Linked DNA regions of Bombyx mori: all the other regions are linked to region 3. A link is a contact called in public Hi-C data. All regions are on one chromosome and are shown on one strand. Each heading gives the region's core, a stretch centred on a gene start, on an enhancer-like site or on the middle of the called end of the contact. The rest is flanking DNA. Distances are from core to core; before and after follow the strand shown.

What was found. A called contact is a pair of places that touch in the nucleus more often than the background predicts.
Region 1: a contact with region 3 is called in a Hi-C map of posterior silk gland, with 1.8 times the contacts expected there. The contact joins two enhancer-like sites. A contact is called at or near these places in 3 of 7 Hi-C or Micro-C datasets (posterior silk gland and whole pupa).
Region 2: a contact with region 3 is called in a Hi-C map of whole pupa, with 1.7 times the contacts expected there. The contact joins the promoter of E75 here to the enhancer-like site in region 3. A contact is called at or near these places in 2 of 7 Hi-C or Micro-C datasets (posterior silk gland and whole pupa).

What each region holds. Positions count from the first base shown.
Region 1 is chr10:7,930,965-7,935,461 of ASM3026992v2, forward strand. The region is part of intron 1 of E75 (nuclear hormone receptor E75); the gene reads right to left. Among protein-coding and RNA genes, the nearest start is that of E75, 36 kb to the right of the region's middle. Within about 2 kb of position 1,372, at least 8 of the 8 cell types and tissues checked have open chromatin away from gene starts, as enhancers often do.
Region 2 is chr10:7,966,355-7,970,899 of ASM3026992v2, forward strand. It overlaps E75 (nuclear hormone receptor E75), which reads right to left and starts at 2,579. Exons shown (of 5, transcript NM_001043577.1): 1 at 2,083-2,579. The coding sequence starts at 2,353.
Region 3 is chr10:7,852,066-7,856,959 of ASM3026992v2, forward strand. It overlaps E75 (nuclear hormone receptor E75), which reads right to left. Exons shown (of 5, transcript NM_001043577.1): 2 at 4,078-4,166. Among protein-coding and RNA genes, the nearest start is that of LOC134199506, 16 kb to the left of the region's middle. Within about 2 kb of position 2,181, at least 8 of the 8 cell types and tissues checked have open chromatin away from gene starts, as enhancers often do.

The DNA.
Region 1 (4,497 bases), core at 122-2,621, 78 kb after region 3:
AAAGGAGTTTTTACATTAATAATTTTAATATTATCAGATTATATTTGTAGCGCTCAAACAGGAGAGCAGAGCCATCTAGCGTCGAGTAGCAGAAACTTAACCTCAAATAAATGTGGTTTATTTTTTAATGAGGAGTTTTTTGTTGGCAAGTAATATATAGTATTTAAAATATTAATTGTGCATAAGTTTTTGTTTTTTTAACCTAGAAAGAGAGAGGCAGAGATTCATAATGAGTCATTAAATTATCACCTACATCCAACTACTCTGTTCTCTAATAATAGCCATACCGATATCATTGAGAGATCGACTTCTGCCTCAAGATGTCTCATGGTAGGCGTATAGCAGCATTCTTGTTACGGTGTCTGTGGATTCCGTAACTATTTAAGACAGGCGGGCGTCATTTGCAATCAACTCCAATTTTAAAAATATCCAAAAAGTGAGTGGAAAATACTGACTTTCAGTTTATGATGTTTCGTATTAAATTGTTTTGTTGTTGTTTGCTTAGACGGGTGGACGCGCTCAGTTGGTGTTGAGCCATTACAGGGACCCGTAGTCATCAAAGAGCGAGTCCCGCCCCTACTTTGAGACACGAAATCTTATTTGTTTAGTTTAACGGCTGTACGTATGTGGTATGGACATATTGTGATGCGTAGAGAGAAGATGCATGTGACTAGGAGATGTATGGAAATGTAGTGCAAGGTAGAGGAGGAAGAGGTCGACCGAAGACATGGATGGAGTGTGTCAATGAAGGCTCATAGAAGAAAAGAATGGAAGAGAAAAATTAACTGTGCCGACCCCACCTAATGGGATAAGGTGGAGAAAAAGAAGAGGAGAACGGCTGTACGTACGGCCGGAATGCAATACTGCTTCACAAAATAGAGAACGTAGAATAATACTATAGACAAGACGGTTATTCCAATTGCATAAGCACTTTACCACCAGTATATCATCAGTATCAGAAACAACATGCAATTATAAAAAAATACACTAAGACCCAAATACTTAAAATCTAATACTTGATGATATTATAGATTAGTAGTTTATATAGTGCGATAAACCATTTATTGAATAGTATATTATAAATAGTAACAGCGAATACCAATAATACTATTATAAAATAATAATACTACAGAATAATTAAATCCGGCTCGCCAATCAATAACTAACCAGTGAAGCTATCGTAAATGTACTTCTACAAAAACTTTGTTAACTAATTCTATTTGCTATTCACAGCACAAGGCTATAAACATATAAAAATAGGTCAAACCATAATGGGCAATGTAATAAACAAAATGATCTCACTCATTTGTTTTAAAGGGAGCGACGACCGAGTGACGCATTTTGTTACGTGGAACGTGCTAAAGAACTGATCGCTGACGTAGTACAGTCGCAAAATCACCGTCCGGCAGCGCTTAGTCTACACTCTACAGAACATGACAATGTGATGAATCGCGAAGTTTCCAACCAAATATTTTTAGACTGATAACCACACATTAATGACAAAATTAAAAACATAATAATATGTTGAATTCACTATCAGTAATTATTTAATAGGTATTATGTAAAGTAAAAAGAGATCTTACTGTGTTTGTTTGTATTATTTAAATATCGCGCCATGCAATATAAACACAAAAAATATTATTTATAAAGGTAGGTAATTGGATAGATACTTAATTAAATATTCGTTTTGGTAATATAATATATTATTAATACATGGTAATATAAAAAAATTGTAAGGTAAGTAAAAATCTTATTTTAAATTTCAGTATACGAGTAAAAAGCTGATTGAACTTCTTAACAAGCAATGCCACCTATATTTTATTATGTGAAACTCAAAAAGAAAGTTACACTGGCATAGCGCCATCTAGCGAACTCTTCCAACATGACGATGGTCTGCAGATTCCTTGCGTACAAAAAGGTTTCAAAATGGCTGCTAGAGTACGCTGATCTCAATTTTGTTAAAAAACCAATGGAATAAATTAGAATTTTGTCCGCAATTTTCATAGAGTAAAACGATTAAATATTCCATATTATATAAATAAATAGATGAAACTGTTAAATACCTATCATATCTTCTTTGATTCTCAAAAAAAATTTCTTTAAAAACATACCCACATAATAATATATTTTCTAAAATACATAATTTGTTTCTCGGAAGTGTAGTTACATTTGATTTTTTTAAATCAATTTTAATTGTGTATCTTGGCAAAACATATTTGCTGATTTGCTCAGTCCTGACGTAAATAACTAGGCACGTAATGTAACCTCCAGCCGACTTTCGGACTATCGTCCGGAACAAATACATGACTGACCTACAAACACTCGTGAATACAAAAAGATAATATCGCTCATCCTTGTCTCTCCAACGAGTCGTAACGATGTGCAAGCGCGAAGGTGAATCTTGCTGCGATGACGAGCCTCCGCTCCCAATGTCAAGTTCACCGATTATTATTAGTGTTCAATGCCACAAAACACATGCTCATGCAAACATAATAGCGGAGCGCTGCCCAGACTTAAATTACGTATACAAACAAGAAACGATATTTTCCAGATTTACACCTTTAATTGCCTGCGTTGACTTTGCGAATATTTCCATGCCGTTGGATAATTTGAGTAATATAATGTATTTGGAATAATAAAGTCCAGTAGGTACTTACGTGTGTTTAGGATATATAGCGTTTATTAGAATGTAGGAACTACAGTCCTTTTTTTGAGAAAGTATTTTAGTTCTTGGTAAGAAAAAGCTCATTATTTAAATTTAATATTGAAATTATAAAGTAGTTATGACATAGGTACGTACATAGGTCTTGTTTAACTAAAAATTAGCTTTGATTTAACACTGATGATCATAACATAATTTGGAGATATTTATTATTTACTTCATCTTCATAAATGTGGAGACTGTGGATTCACGTCCAGTCCGGTACTTACATGGTATTCCTTCGTCTTTGGCAATACATCTTGGTTGTCTAGTAAAATCCTCGACCTTTAAGTAAAATCGACACAGCCCGGGTATGATAAAGTTTCTGATATATTCTTCGTGCTTTGTATGGCTTGTACAACTTGTTGCTTTATTTTTCCAATAATTAAATATAGTTATGGTTTTACCTGAATACTGTGACCTTTTCACGCATTTAACTGTCTTTTTAACATTTTCAGAATTTGGTCTTCTATTTTCGCGACCATGGCTATTTGTGTCTTACACCGTTCTTATTATTTATTATTAGCGGTTTTATAGACTCTTCACTCTATCCTTAAATCTTCCACTACTCCTTCCTTTTCAACTCGCGGTTTTTAGTACATTTACTACAGTAGTAAGCGACTCCTTAAAGACTATGATAATAATAACCTACCCAGTAATTTGTCATATTTGTCCTTTTTTTATGAATGAAGAATTACTGGTGGCCCGGAGGCCTTTCTAGTTTCCCCAGGACAGGCAGGAGAGCAAAAACTCAGTCTGGAGAAGTGAGATTTGCTAACAGCTGCCCGAGTGCCTCCAAAGGAGACCTAACAACTCAAGAGCAGTTGCTTCGCGAATGACTCTACTACCGGATCGAAATCGCGACCCGCTGAGAAGATCCGTCGAGAAACTCAGCGGGCTGTTGCATGTGTTTTCTGCCGTGGAAAGCGCTATAGTTACTGAGTTTTGTGTATTCAGTAAAGGCAAATAAATGTTCATAGATAAATTAGCAGAATCATATCAAAATAAAATATTCACGTTTTACGTGTAATGCATTTATGAATTGAATCTTTATTTGTGCTTCACGAATACGAGTATATTATGTGTATTAATAATATGTAAGCATAAGATTTTTTAAGAAGATAAATGTAATGATTGTAACAAATATAACTTACTCATGCTTTCTCTAGATTCTAGATCAGTTTTGGTTGACCTTTAAATAATTCCTTCGATATTAAGTGTGATGTTCTGATGTATTATTTTATAATAATATTTTCTTTTAATACCTACATTAAAAAATAAAGTTTTCATCACGGAGGACATTTGTGAGTTGACGTTGTATACAAAAAATAATATTACACTTTATTTTCAACTTTCGTGATCATTAAAAACGGTTAGTCGAGATTAAATGGCAAAGGAGTTATTATTAATAACTTCATCTTCAAAATAAATTTATCTATATCTATACTAATATTATAAAGAGGAAAGATTTGTTTGTTTGTTTGTTTCGAATAGGCTCCGAAACTACTGGACCGATTTGAAAAATTATTTTTCCATTAGAAGCCGACATTGTCCCTGATGAACATAGGCTACTTTTTTTTTTTTTTTTTTTTTTTTCGGTTTCATGTTTGTTTTAATGTTTCCGAAGCGTAGCGAGGGCGGGTCGCTAGTACACGATAAATCGATGTTGACCAATATAATAAATATTATTAATGTATAAGATTGCTGTTAGGTACAAAGTGTTGAGTATTCATGTAAAATGTTCATATTTTATGTGTGTATGTGAGATGTTTTTAAAAGACATGCAATGTCATGTA
Region 2 (4,545 bases), core at 1,329-3,828, 110 kb after region 3:
CCAGTAGCTACCACATTACGACCTATTTACAAGGATCCATAAACGTTGAAGACAGACATATCTGATACCCGATCACAGTCGTGTTCGTAGGTGCAAATCAACTGAGCGTTCTAGCCTAAAGAATACTAGTGTTTATGTTTGATTTAGTCGTCATGGGGTGTATTGTGACTTCACACAAAATGTGCCATTGTTCTGGGTATTTCTGCAGCGAAGCAGTAGAATAAGCTTTATATAATATGTATCATATATTTATCAGAGAAATAGAAGAATATCTTCAATTTCTCTGATAAATTTGTTATATTTTTATGTTGTGTTTAAGTGTGTATATGATAGAGATTATATATAGATATATGTGTAAATTTTATATTATTATCATGATATAATATTGTGTACGTTGTTGTATGTGATTATATATGTACCGTGTATGTGTTTGTATATATATGAAGTATTATTATTATCAGTTTGGTTATTTTCACATTAAGTTATGCACCTACCACAGGATTCTCTACATAACCCTTGGTTGACTGGTAGAGAATGCCTCAGGCATTAAGTCCGCCATTGTACTTCTGTGCATTAAGTTAAATAAATAAATAAAAATGCAGTGGGGACTTCGATCTTATGTTTCAAGATCGCGGCATTCTCGTTGTGATGACCATAGGTTCCAATTAACACCAAGTGGAACGTGAGCATGTGTATCAACATGTGCTACAAAAGGCCAGAAGCCAGAGGCATCCAATGCTCTACCTATTGTCATCCTTTACATCTATTGCAAAAGTTTCACGTAGTATAGTGATGCGAATGAATAAAAATAAAACTTGAGTCATAAGTTTTAGTTTTTGAATCAAAATTCGTTTAGCTGAGACTTAAAAGAGTCGTCAGTGGTTAACAGTGGTTTGGCTGTGCCCTTGACATTGCTGATTTTCATGAGCGACGGTGGAAACTTAGCATCGGATGGTTCGTGCACTTGACTACCTTATAAAGTATGTTTTCAAAAGTGAGTGCGTTTGTTTATTACGTTCTCAAGTTCGTTCGTTGTAAATTATCCAACCGGTTAACATGAAATTATGCAGATTAGTTTTCAGGGATAGAAAAGGACATAAGTACATTGAACCAGAAAAAAAATACTAAATACACCAGGGATGTATTCATTCAACATTGACGCGTACGATATTGTGTTAAAAGCCAATTTCCCATGAATTGTATATACATTTATGTGATCACAAAAACGTAATGTTAACAATAAGTAAGTAAGTAGTAGTATGTAAATGTATAAAAAATATTATTGCGCATACATTTGAAAATTAAAATATGTATTTACATCATCTTATCGTTTGTATAAAAAATTATTAATTGGAATTCAATAACAGGTAAACTGAATGTAAATTTAATTTGAGATTTAAGTGTGAGTTATAATTTATTATGAGTTATATTACATCTATGATTTGTCTGTATTGTCTGCTTTTACTAGCTGGACCTGTATCCTTCTGACAAATGTAACGAAATCTTTGAATATAATTTTAACAAACTTCAATACGCCTGTTTATCTTGAAAATTTGCACACGTATGTAGGTACATAAGTATCTATCAAGGACTAATGACGATACGATACAATTATTTGTTTGGACCTACCAGCCTCATCAAAATACAAAACAAACTTTTTAGTTCGCGATGCCAATGAGTGTTTCTTAGTTTTTATTTTTTTTCTCCAACAACTCTATTCATGTTTATGCTATTTTACTTTGATAAATTTAAGTGAAAAAAATCTTAAGTATGGTATCCATATCTCTAATAAAAAAAAAAAAAATGGAAAATTTTAATCTTGTTTTTGGTTATGAATGGAACTTTTTTAAATTTTACTTTTAACAGTTAATAAATGAATTTGAATGCTTAACTTATTGTAGAATTTTAAAGTGCTCTACGCTTATGGACTTGCCCAAAATAAATGACGTGGTTTGCCTTTTGAGGCAGATTAAATTTATATTCGTGTAAATTGATCGAATCTTGACAACTTGAACAAATGTGTAATTTTCAAATTACGTAATATGAAATTCCATAAGAAGAAAACACAATAGAAATACGCACCTAAATCGGGGATGGAGCTCGACGGTTCTTCGAATGATGGAGGCTTGAGGAGACGTGGTGGAGGTGGTGGCGGTGGCGGCGGTGGTGGTCGCATGCATTGAATGACGGAGTGCGTCGGAGCAAGAGAGGGCCCTGCCAATAGCACGGGCGCGCGGAACTCCTTTCCCGGAGGAGCCGGCAGTTCTAATCTTCGCGCCCCGGGTAACATCTCGATCTCGTATAATCCTTCCGGAGGCTCACGCTTAGGTGACAACTTCGGATAACACTGCATAGTCTTTAAATATTTATCAAAACAGCCTTAAAAATACTCGAAATACAAACTTTCTAAATAAAACAATCAAAATCGTTCACAAATTACGTTATTAATTTCCTCAACAAATATAAAGGAATATTAAATTGAATTTCATGAATGTGCATTTGTTTATGTTCTCATCATGTGCGCAAGGGTGCAACACTAGTAGAGCAGTCGGTACTCGTAACTCGTAGCGCGTATCGTGCGTGCGCGGCGCGCCGCTCGACTCGCGGGACTCGTTCGCTCGCCGCGGCCAACTTTCTCTCACTGGCGTGGCGGGCGGCCGCAGTCGGACGAAAGTGAATCTGCAGCGTGCGTCCCTCGCCCTCTCCCGCCCTCAGGTGGCCCTGCACCGCCCGCCCATCGCTGTCGTCGTCGATGCGGCTGCAACGCCCATCCGACATAAACTTTAACCTTAACTCTGACCTTTGACAGAGTACACTGCACTCGAGGCACGCTACATACATCACCAAATTTTCATTATAATTACCTATCTACCTGCTTTGTGCCATTGAATTGCAACACTCAACATGTCGTCTTCTCGCATCAAAACTGTACAATCTCAAAACTTACTAAATTTGACATGAGAGTATTTTAAAGGTTTAACATATGATATTTTTAATAATAATAATCTTTGCAGCATTTTAGTTTTTACCAGTTACATTATCTGTCCTTTAAAGTAAGATAAAATTACGTATTAATTTTGTTAATAGTAATCAAAATACAGGTAAATTACAAAAAATATATACTAAAACTAGACTACGCTCTTTTGACAGTATTTATGAAAAAAATACTAGTGATACCAAATGATTCCGAAAATTAACTCAATTTCGAATATTTTTAGAAATTGTGCACTTTTAATGCGAAAAGACGATGTATGCTAAAAGTTCAAGGTTAAGAATTCGTAAAATTTAATCATTTGCCTTCTGTTATAGTTAAACGTTGTGAGCATGCACGAATCTGTTTCACGACCCTTCTTATTTCTACCTCAAAGTAATCGTGCTATCGGAACTAGAGGCTTGGCTAGTTGATGGTAAAACTTAAATACGACAGAGACTTTGATTTTATGTTTTTTCGTATAGTGCACAAGTTGCCAACATTCCTATTGCGTTTGAAATGAGCTTAAAGTATTTTATCCGCATGAGCGACGACTGCTGCTGTGTACATCAAGGCGAGAAAAAAAGTTTACTAGTATTGTGAGTAAAAAAATTGCTAAATTTACGTATTAGCTGTGCTATGTTTTAGAACTTCTTATCGTGAACGCTTACGCGGTTTTTTTGCACTCAAGAAACGTAAATAAAAATATGTCGTACATATACGGATTTAATACTGTTTTGGTACGTTAATATTCCACTACCCCCAACCTCTACGTATGCAGTTATAAAAAATAAAGATTTCCAAATGTTTATTTTCACTACATTGCGCAATTCTAATTCGGTCACTACTAAGTTCGGAGATAGATAGTCATTATCACTTCCGCGAAGACATAGGGCCGATAGAGATGGACGATCGATCCTCCGTGGACATCGGGGCACGATCACTGATACCAACTGATTACAATCTCGAAGATAACACATCTACTGGACAAGCGTGAACGTTTATATGCCTAAACTCGAGCGAGTTTATCGATTTAAGATAGTACACGATTTTATTATCGGCTCCGTGATGTGTTCGAAACGTTTCGATCGGTAGCTTGAAAGCTTGATAACAAATTGAATAAAAGTTAATGGAAAATCTTTAATTATTTTCCAAATTACGTGCCATACTAAACAATTATTAAAATGTATAATAAATAAAACAATGTTACGAAAAATATTACTGGTATCGCGTCTTGTGAGCCCGAGTCGATTAATACCATCCCCTGCCTATTTCTACCATTACGGAGTAATGTGTTTCGGTGAAGTTGTCGTTGTAATGTTACCTGAAACTTACTACTCACGTCTCAAGATCGGTAGCGGCATTTATTTTGTTGATGTCTAAAGGCTCCGCTAACATTTAACACCAGATGAGTCATGAGCTCGTCCATACGTTTAAGCAATAAATAAATAAATGTATTACACGTTCAATCAGTCATTCGTTTCTTATATTCGGATATCAATAGTCAGTGTTGTAATAGATACTTAATATTTGCATTTTTGCATTGTTCTAAAATATGTATAATATATATGTAG
Region 3 (4,894 bases), core at 931-3,430:
CCTACTATTAACAAAATTTATACATAAATTTATCTTACTTTAAAAGACAGATAAATATCACATGTTAAACCTTTAAAGCATTCTCCTGTAAAATCAGTAAGTTTTGAGATTATATAGTTTTAATGCGAGAAGACGATATGTGTGTTCGTAATGTTTTCCTCCATTTTTGCGAGTCGCATACATAATTAATTACTTTTAAGAATTAATTTAGCGTTTTTTATTTATTTTCATCATAAAGTTATAGTTCGTTGCGGCGCTCGTCCGTGATGATTATTCTGTGAAATAGTTTAAATTTTTTTTTTTTTTTTTAATCGTAATGCTGTTTTCCTTGTAAGTTCGTCGATTCTGTGGAAGCAGCCGGTTGACCCCGCTTCGGCTAACAGTCCGTTACGTGGTCGCAGATGTTCGTTCGATAACGCGCCTAAGCCTCTGATTCATACGGAATCCTGATTCATTTCCTGATCACGTGTCGCTATTTTATTTTTAGAACGAACGTGTAAGCCTTAGAACGTAATTTGTAATCGTTCGATGTACGCGTGCAACGCTTGTGCGTTAGAATTCTTAATCAATGAATGAGCTAACAATTATAATTAGGTAATTTCCTTTGTGCAGTTCACTTTACGTATGAAGTCGAGTGGCTTCTACTAGGAATTTATTTTACAAAATTTAATAATATACAATACTCAAGAATGTAAAAATGTAATATATTAGTAAAATCACAAGAGTAAGTAATTACTTACTCAGCATACTGAAAGTTGTTATGTAAAAATTAATGGTGTTTGTATAATTAAGCATGTTAAACAAAGTTTTTATGAATTTAAATCGTTGAGTACTTCTGTATCCATAATGTCAAAAGTTAATTATATTTTGAAAAGTTTGAATGAATTTATAAAGATTTAACTAATTGTTGGCACTGTTTGAGTGTTTCGATGATTGAGTATAGTTTTTAAGATCGTCTTTATTTTATACACATTTTACAAGTATGTATTTATTTTATAAAAACATTTGTTGCATAATGTATCATCATAGATTTTCATTAATATCAAACTCATTTTAATTTCACGTTAACATTAAACTCGAAACAAAAAGTTGAAGCATGCACATACATACATACGAGAAACCAAGAATTTTAATTTAACTTTAATAACTATCAGTCGAATCAAGTTCAGCGGGCGCGCGTGAAGAGGAAATCACAAAGGCTATAGCCGAGTCAGCGTGCGATGTTCTCAATAAATATGACCGCACAGGGATCAACGAACTTTTAAGCTGACAGTTCAAAAATAATGTAGGTTACGTTCACGTTGCGCGTACATTCTGTGCCCGTAAAAGTTGTTTACGGCGAGGAGAGGTGACGGGCGCGGCGGTTAGCGAGCCGAGGTCGTTGGCCGCGCGCCCTGCACTCTACAATTTGTGTCGAAAAAATAAGCGACCCACAACACAACGTGCGGAAATCGTAATATGTCGGTCACTCGGAACAAAGAACTTTTCGGACTGTGTTGTCGTGGCAACACGAGTTTCAACGTTGTCTGGCAATTGTTGCTGGTAATACTGGCAGGTATTAAAACATTTGAAGGGTACGGAAATTCCAATGAGTATGATTGAGATTTTGACGTAATGTGCTACTATGGTAGCCGCCATTAAAGCTAAGTGTTCTCGTCTAGCAATCAAATGAATTATAACTCGCCCTACAGCGTTAGTGTTAAATTGAATATTAATTAGCCCTTTAAGTGTTGTTTATAAATATTAGCAGAACATCGGAATCTCAATTGAACATAAAAGAACAAAAATACTTTTGTTTGCCGTTAACAAACTGTTCTCTAAAAGTTATCATCACTGATAAAAAAAAGAATAGTGTTGAATTATCGTTTTGAATTTTTTCAGAAAGCTGTCTAACATCCAAACTTTCGGGATGTAAATGCTTCACACTCGCTCATGATCCTCAAAAATACATTGTCTAAAGAAATATAAAAAAAAATGTGTTTTTATGAAAATGCCTACAGAAGTAGTTTACCGATTAACGTACCATCGGAAATTATATAAACAATTAACCGCGATTTAGTTACCTTTAATAATCAAATCCTTCCCTAAATACCTAATTAATTAGAAGACGCCGTAATAGAATAGAGTTCGTTGACTCCGCTGCGTACGGTCGAATGCCCCGCGTCTCGTATTCAGCCTGTAAACTACGAGCGCGGTCTATCGTTCATTCATGTAGCTTTATGTTTGTAGCCACGCATGTGTTAGCGGCAGCACTTTAGTATTTCTTCACGACCAGCGCCACCTAGTGCTGGATAGCTGAACTACGCAAGCGAGTTTCATAATCATAACAACAGCTGGCGTTATAGACTGTTTTTGTTTTTTTTTGTTGCGCGCCAACATGTTACTTTCGATTTGTATGATCTGTTTTGTAATTTATTTTTTAATTCTAAAATGCAACCGATCATAATAATTGTAATTTTTGATTAACTGAAGTCATCTGATAATACAGAATATAAATATCGAGTTAATACGTAGAGTTCGTTGTAAAATTTTTTGGCGCTACTGAATAATGCACCAAATATCCTTGTACGTAGCGATGGACTGGACGCTGGCATTATGCGAAACTGACAACGTGTGTAGCCTCATTAAACCCAGACTATTAACAAGTTCATGAAAACGACCTTTGTTCGTAAGTCTGACTACATCGCGATACGTTAATACAGTCCCGATATAATTGAAGTAGCGTATTAAATTTCTGGGAGGGTTGTTCGTTAAATCATAGGAATACGTATAAAATCCGACTAATGGATACATACTGCTCTTTAAAGTTTAAGAAACATTGCTTTCGCGGCTTCATAGTTGTTGTACTCTCGGCAAATTACTATTACGGTATGGTCACAGAGATATTACAGAGAAGAAGAGGAAGGCAGAGATCCTTGGAAAAACTGCCGAAATAAACCGAGCCGGTTTTATATTCTAATAAAGAAATTATGATAAAATTCCTTTCTTTTTTTTTTCAAGTTTTTTTCATTATTCGACTTCTTCGAATTCGAAATGAATTCTTCGCTAGTAAAAATAAATTCAAATACCATTTATAGCGAATATATTATTATATCTAGTAGTTTAAAATAAAACTATATTTGATATAAAATGCATTAAAATGTACCGTTTCGACACCAGACTCCGAGATGGGTCTCTGACTAAAACATTCGTATGTTCTTTTTTTAAATCTTGACGTTGTTTTTTTGTTTTTTTCATTTTTAAAACAACGAAGTATTTGACGTTGAAATCCGGCAAACAATAGAAAAAGCGACGCTACAACACAAGTTGTTAGTTGTTATATAAGGATCGAAGAAATATGAAGTACGTGCATATTGTGTCACAATGCCTTTTAATTCAGGAAGCCAGGGCACGTGTGTTCTAATAATTTCAAAACAGCACTTCCGTCTGCAGAATATGCAGTTCTTGTTTTTTTTTAATACTGTATCTTTATAAATCGTTTTATTTATTGCATGATTCGTATAATCCCTGTTAAAACAGCGTATCCCTGCCGTGTGATCGTTTTCGAACAGGTATTATTAATCGAAGCGGTAGGGGCTGACCGCGCGGCGTCATGGTCGCTCCGCCAAGGACTACAGGTACCAGGTCAATTTTCTGTGTTCACACGACGTTTTTTTTTTGTTTTTTTTTTGTTCTTACGATTTTAACAGGGTCGATGTGAAATCTGTTCTACTCTATAAGTAAATAAGGTCAGCTGGTCGAGCTTTGTTCGATGAATGCACGGAGATTGTCTTCCGCGTGTCGCGGCCTTGCTGCTGGCACTGCAATACCAGGTACCTATCACGAATATCGAGTCTACGAGTCTACATTAAGCGATCACACAGAGTACCACCCAATTGTCGCATGTAGACTTCCTAGAACACAGATTACACCCGCATCTTTTCTACACAATATAATTTACGATTAATGTAAATTGTTATTTAAGAACACTGACTATTATAGTAATAACCGAGGATATTGAGTGGTGGTGACGTGACGATTCATTAAGAAACATTAAAGAGAAAAATATATAATAATAAATAAAGGTATGTTATTCACCTTGCAGCCCTCGCAGGAGTGGACGCCGTAGTGGAACCCACTGGCCTTGTCGCCACAGACGCGGCACAGAACCGTGGTACCGTCAAATTCTGCAACAAAATAAAATACGCTAGTTAGTTAACTGTTTATTTGCATCGACATGGTTTAATGGGTTGTAAAGGCGAAGTTAGCGCGCGCCAAACATCCTGGGCTGTTAACGGCGGCGATCGTGTGTGTACCAAACATTGTGTGCGGTACACGTGACCGCCGATACCGTCCTTATCTTGACCTTGGACGAAACAAACCGATCGCGCAAAAAAAAATGGCCGACGAAGATTTGTTTACATCCACTTCTGCTAGGATTTTATTTCTGAGAAAAAAATAAAAAAATAATGGAACATTCTGTTTTAGTGTAACTAGTGCACACGTGACAAGTGAACACTTTTAATTATCAAAATTCGACCTTAATAACTGCCTCCTCACGATTCATATTATTTATTTCATTAATAGTTTCGATTGAGAAACGGAGGAGAAAATAGTACTCAACTGTTTTGTCTTTACTTATTTATACGTATATAGATACGTTTAGTTATGGTTATTCATTGTTTACTCTAAAAAATAATAATTGAATGCGGCACTAATGCCAAACTATGTTTATATACATAAGGTAGAATGTATGCTTATAGTAATCGTTAGGTTAGGTCAGCTGCTAAATCACATCATTTTACTGCACAGAATTAAAAGTATGAGATTGAATAATGATTGATTTAAATAAATTATGAGTTCGAATAATGATTGTTTTAAATGTTGAGATCGAATAAACATTAATTGTTTAAAC